Regions from separate parts of the Sus scrofa genome. Here all the other regions are linked to region 3. Evidence: chromatin contacts called from public Hi-C data. All regions are on one chromosome and are shown on one strand. Each heading gives the region's core, a stretch centred on a gene start, on an enhancer-like site or on the middle of the called end of the contact. The rest is flanking DNA. Distances are from core to core; before and after follow the strand shown. Region 1 overlaps BCOR (BCL-6 corepressor). Region 2 has its middle 150 kb from the start of BCOR. Region 3 has its middle 330 kb from the start of BCOR.

The links. A called contact is a pair of places that touch in the nucleus more often than the background predicts.
Region 1: a contact with region 3 is called in a Hi-C map of epiblast stem cells, with 2.6 times the contacts expected there. The contact joins two enhancer-like sites. A contact is called at or near these places in 12 of 47 Hi-C or Micro-C datasets (embryonic fibroblasts, epiblast stem cells, fetal liver and 7 more) and 1 of 2 datasets of contacts at active chromatin or transcription factors (alveolar macrophages).
Region 2: a Hi-C map of epiblast stem cells shows a contact between it and region 3, with 2.4 times the contacts expected there. The contact joins two enhancer-like sites. A contact is called at or near these places in 7 of 47 Hi-C or Micro-C datasets (embryonic fibroblasts, epiblast stem cells, heart right ventricle and 3 more) and 1 of 2 datasets of contacts at active chromatin or transcription factors (skeletal muscle).

Annotation. Positions count from the first base shown.
Region 1 is chrX:35,800,692-35,805,123 of Sscrofa11.1, forward strand. All of the region lies in intron 1 of BCOR (BCL-6 corepressor), which reads right to left. Among named protein-coding and RNA genes, the nearest start is that of BCOR, 88 kb to the right of the region's middle. Within about 2 kb of position 1,865, at least 24 of the 83 cell types and tissues checked have an H3K27ac peak or open chromatin away from gene starts, as enhancers often do. A contact at or near this core is called in epiblast stem cells, where this site is marked.
Region 2 is chrX:35,737,088-35,741,177 of Sscrofa11.1, forward strand. No RefSeq gene overlaps it. Among named protein-coding and RNA genes, the nearest start is that of BCOR, 150 kb to the right of the region's middle. Within about 2 kb of position 2,349, at least 39 of the 83 cell types and tissues checked have an H3K27ac peak or open chromatin away from gene starts, as enhancers often do. A contact at or near this core is called in epiblast stem cells and retroperitoneal adipose tissue, where this site is marked.
Region 3 is chrX:35,563,641-35,568,347 of Sscrofa11.1, forward strand. No RefSeq gene overlaps it. Among named protein-coding and RNA genes, the nearest start is that of BCOR, 330 kb to the right of the region's middle. Within about 2 kb of position 1,486, at least 24 of the 83 cell types and tissues checked have an H3K27ac peak or open chromatin away from gene starts, as enhancers often do. A contact at or near this core is called in epiblast stem cells and retroperitoneal adipose tissue, where this site is marked.

The sequences.
Region 1 (4,432 bases), core at 615-3,114, 240 kb after region 3:
TTTTTACAAATGAGAGATGCCTAAAACACAGGGTCCTGCAATCTGCTGATTGTGTGCTGCCTGGGAGTCCTGGGAAGGTTGGGGATGAGGGTCAGGGGAGGACAGGGGCTCCCACTTTCTTTACAAGGAACAATAGGAACCCCATGTCTGCTACTCAGCCTTGGAACTGGGAACACCCCAAACAAAGCTGTGAGAAAACTGCGGTAGACATGGGGGCCCGTGAATTTTTGTAGCTGTTCAGAGCTTAATTACTCCTCCTTGATCCGTGGGACTAGACACGACACCGCCAAGGTTAAAATGCCCCGAACAGCGCCGAGCAGATGTGAGCGAGCTGGCAGACGCGCAAATGAGGCCTGCCTCGGAGCACGATAACAAGTGACTAATACATTGCATATCGTTGAAAGAAAATTATTTTTCTCTAATTTGCATTTGCTTGGGAAAAAAAAAAAAAAGCCAACCAGAGTCCCTCCTCACAAGCACAAGTCTAATCCTGGAAATACAGCCCGGCTGCTTTAAGAGAGCTGGAAGGAGGGAAAGACTGCCAGTGTTTTGGCGTTGCAGGCTTGTTTATCTTTCCGCCTTTCCTCCAAGGCGAAACTCGTTTTGCAAGCAACATTCCTACAGAAAATGGCACACGTCATAAAAAGAGACCAATTTATAGAACTGGCACCGAAGTTCATGTATCATTCCAGAAGCATCTCCCAGCTCCCCACTAGGGAACCCAACTAGATGCAGAAGTCCACATTAAAACTCAGAATGGGTAGACCTGGGCAGTTGGGGTGGGAGTGGGGGGGATGGACTCGAATTTGCAGACATCCTGCAGGCTGTACACCCAGGAGCCAAAGTCACATTGAAGGGCAGGATACAGAATGAAGTCAACTCTAAATGATCCTCCAAAGCCCCAGGGTCGGGGCTGGAGGGCTTCAACCTTGAGATGGGGGGGGGGGGGTTGCAGCCAGCTTGCCCCAGGACAGACCAGGGGCTGGCCCATCTCCCTGGCCATCCTGAGCCCGCCTGCTTGGGCCCGCCAGCCATGCATCTCCGGGACCTGCCTAGCAAGGGCTTGCAGCCACCCACCAACTGTTCTCCCTCCCACCCTGGCGCCTCCCCGCAGTGCCTGGCAGAGGACCAGGAACTCAGAGAAGGCCTGTGGCTGTGGGCATCTAGTTGGATTAAGTCACAGAGTGGGTGGCGCTGCGGGCAGACCTCAAGACAGCACCGTTGGTCCTGCAGCTGAAGGTAAGTGAGGCTAGGGCGGGAAGGCAAAGGGAGGTGGGTATGGAAAGCCAGCCCGCGCCCCTCCCCCGCTTCGGGTCCGAACCTACGCCGTCGGGTTTCCAATCCAGGAAGCAGGGCCGCGCGCACAGAACACAGCGGTCGCCTGGCTCTCGAACTTGTCTGAATAACAGGGCCGTTTCAGAGGAAGAACAACGGCCTTCAGAGGCTCTGCAATTTCCAGAAAGCCTTCAGTTAATAATACATTCTTTCCAACGAGCTTGCTTTAGGGCTGAAAGTTATTTGCCCAAATCTTAACAACCCGATCACAAGCCACGGAGGACCCAGGTCCGGAGCTCCCGGCCAAACTCCTCCAGACAGTTGACACTCATGACCCTGTGGGCCTCCGCCTGCCACCTCTGCCTCAGAGTTCCCTAAACCACAACACACCAGCCAGCACCCGCGTCCAGCTGATGCCGGGAGCCATAAAGATGTGTGTCGCGGGGTGGGGGTGCTGCCGAGAGCTGGCGGCCTCGCGGTCGAGGACGCCCCGGCCAGAAAGTGGCGGCCACCTCGGCAGCTCTCCGCGGGCCTGCATAGTGCGCGCTTTGTGTGAGCGCCGAGGAGGCACAGCGCTGCTCGTGCACCAACAGCTGTCACATTATTTGCACTCGCTGTAAACAGCCTTCACATTCCCCCCTTACCACATAGTTAAAGCCAGACTAACAATCCACAGTTAGAGATCAAACCAACAACAGCAGCATTGTGTCTGCCTTCGCTGCCTTCGCACCAAGCCCGGCAGCTGGCAGGTTTCTCCGGAACAAGGGACCCCCCCCTCCTCCCCCCACCCCTCCAGGCTCCAGCCAAGGCTGGCCAAGGCAGCAGTGCGTGTGTCGCTGCTGATTGTTAAAGCAAGAGAACACAGCCATTTCGCGCAGAGGCTTCAGGGCGCTTCGGCAGCTCTCTCCCAGAGTTTCCCCCTCCCCTGGCCGGGTGGGAGCCCCGGGGCCGGCAGCCCCCCTCCCCCATTTCCTCGGCCGGGAAGGCAGGTTGTCCAGGAGCCTCGGGGGGCGCGCGGGGGGGGGGTTTGCTCTGCCTGGCAAAGCCTGGGCCGGCCTGCCCTGGGCTTCCTCCCAGCCCGCTCTGCCAGGTCCCAGGGGCCAGGCAGCTCGTCACTTTCGGCGGCCCCACGCCTCCCGGGTTTCGGAAAATTGTCCGACTCCCAGAATCCTTACTGGTCGCCCCACTGATCAAAATGTCTCCTTTATGATTTTTGGTTAAGTCGAACATTTCCATAATCGTCATTATTAGCGCAAATTACACGCCTAATCGGTCCTTAAATAGATTTTAATTAAATAATCATACAAGGCTCATTTTATGACTTAAGAAAGGCATTACTTTTCGTTATAAACTTTCCACCAGGCTATAGAATAACGCCAGCAGACAAATACTTATTCTTTGAAGAGCACCAAGAACGGATGGGCAGAGCATCGTGAGAGCGGACCCTGCTTCACACCTTCTGGAATCGAAGCGGAGCCTAGACAGGCCACCTCGGCACAACTTGCTCCTGGGAAGGGAGAGGGGCCTTCTTCCTCCAAGGCCCGGCTCTCGTCTTTTCTTGGGGGCCAGGAGAAAGAAACCCCGAATGCTCCTTTTCCTTGCCCGTCTGAAGAGACCTCGCCAGAGACCACTCCTCATCGCCCCCATCTGTTTTCCACCCCTCGGTCGGCCGAGAGCCCTGGTGGAAAGCAGGCAGGCTGTGCTCGTTAAACGCTGTGTAAAATGCTGTTAATAAAATAATAAATACAAAGGATGGAGGCTGCTGGTTCCATGGGTGTTTTGACTGGAAATGCCTTGGCACTTGTCATGTGTTTATGGGAGGGCAGACAACTCTAGGATTTACATAGTTTGGACATTTCTGTACTTCATTTATTCTTTCCTAAATGACGTAGGCCTAGAGCTATTTCAAGTTTGCATTTGTACAGAACTGTTAAATGCCTAAGAGTTTCTCCAATTAAACCAAGTTTTAAATCAGACCCATGGCTGGAACGCACTCTCTGACTCCTCTCACTCCACCCAGCCCTCACTCGGGCCTCTGGGGCTGGAGAAAACAAACAGACCCTTACCGACAATCCCCCGGCTGTGCTCGCCCCACCTTCACCCCCCCACACACACTCCAGGGGCACCTAGGGCAAAGGTTAAGGTGTCTTCAGATTACAGGCAGGGCCCTGGCTACACACACTGGAAATCACTGCAGTTGGGCACATCCTGGCCAGAGTCTAACCTCTAAAATAGTGAGCTAAGACGGGGGGAAACTGCTGGCCTGGTAAAACCCACTGTTCACAAAACAATGTCAGCAAAGGCTGGAAGGCATTCTTTAGAGAGGGACCAGGGATTCATGCCTACTGAAGCTCTTTCAGCACAAAGGCTTTTAGGGGAAGAAGGGAAAAGGGGGGGGGTGGAGGAGAGAAAGGGAGGGCTCCTGTTTCAGAGCCGGCATCCCCAGAGAGTCAAGAACCAAGTGTAGCTTCAATCAAACGCTGACTTCCCCTCTGGGAGTCGAATAGGAAACCTGATCACAGTAGCTTACTACCGGCCTGGATCCATACAGGTCTGGTTTTCTTCTCATGCTAGTAATTTTTTTAAATACGTATCGATATAAAAGAAGCAATCCCTGGCAGACTTTATTGAAAACCACACTGAGACCTCATAACATCCGGACTTAATCCCTATCAAACAAACCACAGCACCTCTGGCCTCTGCAGCAGGCCAGACCCTCTCACCTCTTCCCACCAGGTCTCTCCCCTCCAGCCGCTGCTGTTTCCTCCCCCGAAAGAGCGAGGAGAGGACTTGCCAAAGAGCACCTAGAAACGGGTTCTGGAATCAATTCCTAACCATATAAATGATCCCACTTAGGGGGAGGAAAAAAAAAAAGATCCAAGCCTTTTCATATGGAATCCTTTAAAACCCAGAAGGCAAAGAACTGTAACAAAGGGAAAGAGGAACCCACGGAGGCAGACCCCAGGAGTATCCTCAGGAATCCCCTTGGAGGGGAACTTAACCTGCACGTCGGTCCCCAGACACGAGCCTAAGCAGGTCTGGGGGCGGGGGTCCTCAGAGGGTCTCCGGGGCAGCAGGGAAAGGAGGAGCAACCGAGAGGAACCTGACCAGTCATTCAAAGCAATTACGAATCCTCGGGGCCTACTATGTGCCAAGT
Region 2 (4,090 bases), core at 1,099-3,598, 170 kb after region 3:
GGACCAGTGGGGGCTCTACTTTCTGCAGCCCTTTCCTCAGATGCACACCCCTAGGTCGTCCTGGACTGCTGGCTCTGAGATCATTGTGCCTGGGGTCTTTGGGGACTTCCTGCTATTTTTCCCTGGGAAGGTGCTGTCTCAAAGATGTCACCCCAACTATGAATGTTTAAAAACCCAGGCAGGCTCCAGGCTCTACCCTTTGGCAATTCCACCCTCCCTAGGCATACTTTCCTAACTGCTTGGATCCCACTCCCACCCCCATCCGAAGAGCCGTCTCCAGGTGGCTGGGCCTCTAAAGAGCAGCTTCCTTTAACCAGTAGTCTTTTCCAGAGGCCTCATCCTCCACTGCAGCCACAACCTTGGCCCTCAGCCTCTCTGTGAACCCTCCCCCAGCGCACTACCCTACACTGGCAGGGGCCTCAGCCTCCCCCCACCAACGGCAGTTACTCTCTCGCCTGTGCACCTCGTCCCCAGCTCGAGTGCACGGTTGTGTGTGTGTGTGTGTGTGTGTACGCGCGCGTACACACACACACACACACACACACCCGCACAGAAGCTCTTGGCCTCCCGGAGCTGGTTTCCTCTTACAGGCTCACGGCAGAGCTGCTGGGGCTGTGGCAACGCTTGCGGCTCCCTATGCAGCCCTGGGTTTCCTTGCAGCGCTGCGAGTTGTGAATCTGCCTTCTCTTCCCTTCCTGCAAAGGTCAGGCCATCTCCTCTCACTCGGCCACAGTGATGCTCTGGCCTGCAGAGCTCCAACACTGCAGCCTGGCAATGAGGATGGAGTGGGCATTCATGCAGGCACGAAGGCAACCCTCCCCACCCCCACCCCAGCCAGGGGGCAGGAGCCAAAGGGTGGGGGATTCAGGATGAGAAACACTGCAGACAAACCCCAGAAAACAGCTGAGGATTTGCAGCCAGGGACTCAAGAGAGGGAGAGAAAACCAGGCAAAGGCTGTTAGGCCTGGACTCCTCAAGAGCAGGCATTTCCACCCCCACCCCAGGAGCTGCGCTAGCACGAGCGGAAGGCCAGGAGAAGAGGCCCCGGGTGTCTGTTCACTTCCTTGCCCCCCCCCCCACCAGCACCTCCGCTCAGGCTGCCCTTCACTCCAAGCAGGAGTTAGAAGCAAGCAAACAGGCTGACTTCGAATTCAGTGGCCACGGAGCTCGAGTCAGCTGCGGCCCCGCAAAGAGGGACCTTAGGGAGGCCCTTCTGCCACCCCAGCCCCAGTGAGGCTACTGAGCCCTGCGAGTAGCAGGGCAGACGACCGCAACACCTCGCTGTGCAGAAAAATGAGAGGAAATGCCATTAAACCTACTTCCTCTAAAGAGCGCCACCCCCAGTTTTCTGTGAACTGCGCCGGAGAAGTCAGGAGAGAGAGAGAACTCGTTAACCTTGCTTGGGTTTTAACATCGCCAGCTTCAAGTCAACCTCGGGCCGCCCGAAGGTTCTGTGAAATATTTCACCTAGCTCAGACAATTTCCTGCAGTCCCTAACCAGACCACCCCGCTTAGTGAGTAGCTGCCAATAGGCAGACTTGACTGCAGGGTGGCGACCAGAGGCCTTCCAGGCCACTGGCTGGCCTGGACCCTCCACTCAAGAGTCTGGACAAAGTCTTCGCAGAATCCAGAGGGACCAAGACCTGGCTAAGCCAGAAAATCCAAAACCATAAGAAAGAAGCCCAGGAAAAGGAGTTTAAGACACTTTTCTCCCTAAGCCGGTGTGTGTTGTCTGTGTGAATTTCTGGCCCCCCTGAAGTCTGTACAGTGGGCCTGCGCATGTCTCACGTTCCTGGGGAGCTATGCATTTTGAAGAGCGGCATCAGGAAAGGGGGTGACCGCTGTGTGCGCCCCCCGCTTCCACCCGCTCACCATTTTCCTCCGCATCCTCTCACTAGGGAACAGAGCACGCAGGCAGGAGTGGGATCCTTCGACTGCGCTGAGCCTCAGCCTCTTCCAAACGTGAGGCGCACGGAGAGAACTCCTGCTCTGCCCAGTTTCCACTCCCGCCTCCAGAATAACGAGCCGAAAACATGTGTACTGTAAATAAAGCCTGTCTAAATAAAGCACTCGGGCGAAGGCTGCCGAGAAAACACTCGGCATCGCTCTGTTCAGAGCGTGAGTCAGCTTCCCAGCTCCCGGGGAACAATGGGGACTTTGCCAAGGGTCCCCTTCTGTCGACCCCTGACGGCCCTCAGACCCATTTAGGTGGCGGAGGCGCCGGCCCATTGGGACTTCTGGCCTCGAGGTTGGGGGGGGGCGCTCCCAGCGGCCGAGGTTGGGGTCCAGCCCCAGGATTAACGCCGCCGGGAATCCCTCTATCCGCAGCTGCCTCGGAGGGGTTGAGGGTTAAACAAACACCGAGCAGAGGAGCGAGCCTGGGGCGCTGTGGGGCTGCGGCCCGGAGACGGGAGGGTAGGGGATGCTGGGGGCGTTCGCTGCCGAACCTCCCGAGGGGAAGGCGCCCCCTCCCCGTTCCCATTCCCAAGCCGGGCTCTCGCCCACTCGGATGGCCGCCTCTCCTCCGCGGCCTCCCAAGTCTCATCGGAAACGAACCGAGAGAGCAGCTGCCAGAGTCACCCTACTCCCCTGAGACTCCCCATAGGCCCATGCACGTACACCAGCACCCCCCCCACACACACACACACACGCGCGCGTGCTGGGGACTCGAGGAGGCCTGGCCCCCGACTTCGCGGCGTGGTCGCCAAGGTCGAGTGAAACGGCGCCCCTTTGGTGGAGGGCAGTGTTGGGACCCGTGACGGCCTCTGCGTCACGTCTCCTATCTCGTCCTCTGGGCTCCCTTGCGGAGCCGCCCACCCTCCAGGGGAGTTCCGACGGGAGCGTTGGCCTCAGCTCTGGCGCGGGGCGGTGGTTTCCCCGCGCCCCGTGACCTTGAGGGTCAGTGATCCACCCGGGAGGCTCGCGGTTTCCGGAGTGGTGCAGCCAGCCCTTCCTCCCCGCCTCTCCGGCCAAGGCCGCCCCCGGCCGCCCAGCCGTGTCCCGCTCAGCCGGCCAGCTCTCGGCCCCAGGCGGAGGCGTGAGGGTGAAAGCACCGAGGGCCTCGCCCACGCCCTGCGGACACGCGCGCCTCCGGGGCCTGCGTTGGCGCTCCAGCAGCCGGCAATTACCAAATCGTCGCGGGGCAGGGTTGGGGGCGAGGATTCGGGAATGGGGTTTGAGCGGGAGAAGGCGAGGAAAACAAGTGAAATGGGAGCGGCAGGGAGAAGGGACGGCTTATAAATCACCCAGCCCCACCCTCGAGCCACACCACAGAGGCGCCCCAAGCCCGCAAGGGATGGAGGGTCACTCGGCCACTCCTGGCCGACCTCTGAGCTCTCCCCGAGCCAGCGCCCCACCCGGGGCTCAGGCCGCGCTAGGACCAGCTCCCGGCCGGGATCGTAAACCACCCGCCGGATTCGGCGGGAAGCCACCCTTGGACGCAGCGCGCATCCGCCCAAGGGGAAGTTTATTTATAGCTTGTAAACGTAAAGGAAACCAGACCGCGCTGGCTCGCCGCGCTCGGGCTCCTACGCTCCCCACCTGCCCACCAGGGAGGGCGCGACGGGAGGCGAGTGGGGTGTCTCGGTTCCTTCCCTGCCCCCCATCCCCACCCCCGCTCCGCTCCCAGGGGAGAAAAGGGTAGGGTCCTAAGAGGCTGGCAAGTCTTAATTCCTCTCCAGGCGCCTATCCAGTGCCGTGAAGGCCGGAGAGGGCGGAGGACAGGGCCCAGGCCCCGGCCTGGGGAGGGTGGGGGCGGCCGAGCTGTCCCACTTGGCACGCACCTGCGGGCAGGCCCGTCAGTGCGGCGTGGGGTTCCGCAGCTCCCGCTCCGGGGCCGGGGAAGTCCTGGAGAGCCCGGGATGTGGGCGCTCCGGGAGCCTCTCCTAGGGAGGCGGGACGTTTCCCCGGTTCCTCCCGAGCACGTGTCCTCAGCAGAGCAGGCAAGCGCTGCGCGCCTGGGGCTGCGATCCCCGGGCGACAGCGGCCGAGAGCGCTCCCTCCCTAACCCCCAACCCCCGCCGTCGCCGCCTTTCTCGGGGAGCTCCAGGTTCTGGGGTGCGCTCGGGGCAGGCCCGAGGAACCGGAGAAA
Region 3 (4,707 bases), core at 236-2,735:
TCTCCAGCACACTGCTGGAACCAGCATTTCGTTTCGTCATGTATGGGACAAATTTTCCTGTACTCTGGGCAGTTTTATCACATTCTCCCAAAATGGCAATGTCCTCCCCCTCCTTTGAAAAAAACAGAGAGTTGGGAGAGGAAGGGCCCCTGTCCCTCCCACAACCTCATCTGAACAAGCAGCAAAGGGGAGCCTGCACAGATAAGCCAATTCAGTGCTAAACCCCACAGGCAGGGGTGAGCCAAGGAGTCCCTGGCCAGGCCCTAGACTGCTATACGAAGCTTACCCACGGAGGAAGTAATACCCAGTATTTGCATATTCAAATTGACCAATGGAGACCTATAGCTATCTTGTCTGTGATTGGTGAGATGACTTTGGGCCGCCCACAGCACCGCTCACGCTGATTGGTGAGATGACTTTGGGACAGCCCACAGCACCGCTCACGCTGTCTGCCCGAGTCAAGGGCCCCAGTAGGTACCGATGGGACACTCAACAGAGGGTTATTCAGAAAGAGTTTAGCGAAGGGGCTGTTTCCAGATGTGTGGGCATATTACAGAAACTACAAAGGATATGGAAGTGCCCTGGGACTAGCAACAGTGGGAGGTTGCTACCAGGCCCTGGGCTGAGGGGACAAGGGGTAGGGGCTGTTAGCAGCACAGGAGAGAGCTATAGGCGAAGGCTGCTGTGGACCGCCCCCACCCAACTGCAGTCCAGCCAGGGGAATAAATAATCCTACCTCTTGAGCCTTCCCACCAGCCAGCTTACCTGTTGGCCAAACCCTAACCCAACCGGGGGCCAGTGGCCAAGGCCACCCAACTGATCTGATCCACAAGGATCAGCCTCCTGGGATCCACATCCTCCTAGGACAGCAGATCTGGGGGGAAAAGGATCTGCCCACCCAGTACGGGGCTGCCCTCATCAGTCTGCCAGCCCCGAAACGACGTGTCAGGGGCCACTCGCCTGCTCAAGGCCTGGCCCGGCAGAACAAAAGACAGGCTGGTCACGGCCTGGCTGAGCTGTACCAAAAGAACTGTCCGAGACCATGCACTTGACCCATGCTCAACGTATAAACGTGTCTTAGCTACACATATGCCTACCATTAAGCCTCTGCACGGGTGTGGATTTTACCTTGATGCTAATAAATCTGATTTATTTAATAACGTTCAGACCACAGGACGGGGTCGCAAGGGGAAAAGGAGGTTTCTGGAGCAAAACCCAGGGCCCTCCCTGGCCCCAGCTTCTCTCAGGGACCCTTCCCCATCTCTTCCTCTCCCCCACCCCCAACCCCCACCCCCGCCCCCGGCTCAGGGAGAGGGTTAATAGATATGAGGGGGTGGGCGAAGGCCTTTTGTGGCCAAACACTCCTGAAAAGATTGGCGCTCCCCACCCCCTCCGGAAGGTTCACAATGTACATTAGCATAGTAAAGGCTCCAGATAAAGAAAACGTTTGGCTTTGTTTACTGTGGGGGTTGCCCGTACTTCCTGGAGCTTAAGCTGAAAGCGAAAGGAAGGGCGGGAGTTAGATAAGGGTGTTTGAGGCTGAGGACACGGTCCATGCGGAGGCCCAGAAAAGCGTGGAGAAGTGGATGCGGAGTGGAGAGCGGCTTGGAGGAGCGGGCCTTTGACCCAGAGGGCCCCGGGCGACGATGCGCTCGGCACTAGCGCCGCAGTCCCAGCCGGCTCGCCCAGCTCTCCGCGGGCTTGGCGGGCGGCCCCCTCGCATCCTTCCATCTGTGCCCGAGGGTTGGGGGACGGGCCAGAGTGAACTCGGACCTCGGGAGGAACCGGCCCTCTCGGAGCTTCTCCCCCCTCCCAGCCTTTTCACCCCAGAATGAGTAGAACTGCCGTGTCCAGAGGTCCCCTGGCAGCGGATAAGCCTGCTGGCCCTTCTGAAGGATGCGCACTCCAGGCCGGTTTCCTAGGAACCGAAGAGGTTTTGGAAATATCCCTTGACCCTCTTATGACCAAAACCCTTGGCCATGGGGCTGCAGTCCAGCGCCACCGAGTAAAGTGTGGCTCCAGGGAGGAAAAAAATAAAAGAGAATAAAAAATAAAGAGCCTGCCAGCATGGCACTGGCTGTCCCAGAAGCTCTACAACCTGGGACACTGGGTGCTGGCCTGGCCTCAGTCTCAGGAGTCTGCAGAGCATCCGGGGCTGGCAGAGGTGAGAGTTCACGGATGTATCCGCTTTAGAAAGGTCCGGGCATGGACAGAGGTGGTATGTGAATGGCTAGCAGGACACAAGACCTCAGCAACGCATCTCTCTCTGCCACTCTAGCTGGCCTGTCCTTTCTCCCCAGTGATCAGCACCTGGGGACTGCATCTCCCAGACCAGCGTGTGCATTCCAGCCTCAAATTACCACCCTCCTTATGTCAAATATAACACATTTTCCGAGCTAGTGACCTCTGCCCACACCCCCTCCCTAAAAAAAAAAAAACCCAGCCCTCCACTTCATCTGTCTTTGGGCGGCGGGTGACTGGCTTTCCTGGAGCCATCGGAGAGTCTAGCGAGTCTTTTGTTTTCCAATGAGGCTTTTCCTCCTTGATTCCCTTCCTCTCAATCTCATTTTAGTCCGAGTCTCTAAAGAGCAGGGCTGCCCAGCCTCCTGGCTCCTCCTGGCATCAGGCAGAAGCCAGTCTGGGGAGCCTGTGATTCAACGTACAGATTTGCAGGGTTGGCTCGCTGCTCTCAGATTCAGGCTCAGAGTGGCCATTCACCGAGAGTTCTGGGTCTCAAAGTACAGTCTGGCCTGGGGACTGACTTTCCAAGAGCAACCAGGCAAGCTGGTGGGTAGAGCCTGCCTTTTTGGCAGCAGGGGCCCTGGGCAGAGATGAGTCCGACTGGACCCAGAAGCAACTGGAAGAATAAATACAAGTCACAAGCAGCATGATGCCCAAGTGTGGCAGTGAGCCATCTAGCCTCGGAGGTGCACAGGAGAGTGCCTTGTGCCGACAACCTTCTGGAACAGGGTCCAAGGAGTGAGTGGCCACTCACTCCTGGCTCTGCCCTTGACAATACATGACCCTGCACACACAAGGGTTCTACCGAAAATAATGGAGAGCACAGGAGTTCGAGCATTGGTCCCTGGAGCAGTCTGGGCCCTCCAGGTAGCAGATACCAAGATAGAATTAGAAGTTCAGGAGATTGGGGGGGGCAATGTGTGAGAAGGCTCAGCGGAGGGGGGGGTGGAGAGGAAGGAGGATGAGGTGGGGAGAGCCTCAGACTCAGGGCAGCCCTGAACAAAGCCCCATCAGAGAAGTCCCCGGTCGGTGGGGCAGATGGCCCAGCTCTGGGGCCCCCACCTTGCTGTCCCTGGGTGGACAGCCTGGGGAAGGCGTGGCCTCAGCTGCTGTGGCCCCTGGAGGAGCAGCAGCTGGGGGCTGTCACCTCAGAGCCCTCCTTCCAGAACCTTCACCACTGAAGGGGAGGAAGCCTGGGTGGGGCTCTCCCGCAGCTTCCAGGGTGCTTTTGTGCCAAGGCAAGAGGCTGTCTTGGGGAGTTCCCGTTGTGGTTCAGTGGTAACAAACCCAACTTTTTTCCATGAGGACGAAGGTTTGATCCCTGGCCTCCCTCAATGGGTTAAGAATCTGGCGTTGCCGTGAGCTGTGGGGTAGGTCGCAGACATGGCTCGGATCCTGTGTGGCTGTGGCATAAGCCGTCAGCTATAGTTCCATTTTGACAGCTAGCCTGAACTGCCATATGCCCCATAAAAGAAAGTGAGAGAGGGAGACTGTCTGGGGTTGCTCTGGCTCTAACTCTGGTCTCATGGCCTCAGACAAACTCGTCCCCTTCCCCCCTTTTCTTCGTGTGTGGATGAAGAGTAGTTATCACCTCATTTGTCCTGATTTCTTTTCTTTTTCTTTCTTTTTTTTTTTTTTTTTTTTTTTTTGTCTTTTGAGGGCTGCACCCATGCCACATGGAGGTTCCCAGGCCAGGGGTCAAATTGGAGGTCAAATTGGAGCTGTAGCCCCCAGCCTACACCACAACCGCAGCAACTTCAGACCCAAGCCACATCTTCAACCTACATCACAGCTCACAGCAACGCTGGATCCTTAACCCACTGAGCGAGGCCAGGGATCGAACCTGTGACCTCATGGGTGCTAGTCAGATTCATTTCTGCTTGAGCCACAACTGGAACTCCTGTCCTCATTTCTATGAGATGCTGAACACCCCCTGGATTGTGATTATTTTCATCTTTTTTGTTTGTTTGTTTGTTTGGCGGTGCCCACAGCATGTGGAAGTCCCCGGGTCGGGGATCGAATCTGAGCCACAGCAGGGACAACGCCAGATCTTTAACATGCTGAGCCACCAGGGAACTCCAAGTTATTTTCATCTTTGATCTCCTCAAAGGTAGATATGGAATCAGAAGGGGACTGAGGGGCCTCTATCCCTAGAGATAAACACGTTCAAGTTGAAAGGGTCCAGAGTCTTATTTCCAAGTCCAGGAGGGAGGTGGGGGGGGGGGAACCAAACCCACTCAGCTACCTGGTGATTTGATTATTCCTCAGAGGTGTACTGAGCACCTGCTCTGTGTGGGTGACTACTGCGTGCCCAGGAGGGGCCACCAGTCTCCTAAGGATCAGAGGCTGGAGCAGGAGGATCCTGCCACCCACTCTTCCCACCCCCACCCTCACCCCCAGGGAGCTCCCACTTCTCAAAGGGGAAGAGCAACAATTGACATCTATCCCACTTAGCCCTGAGGGAGA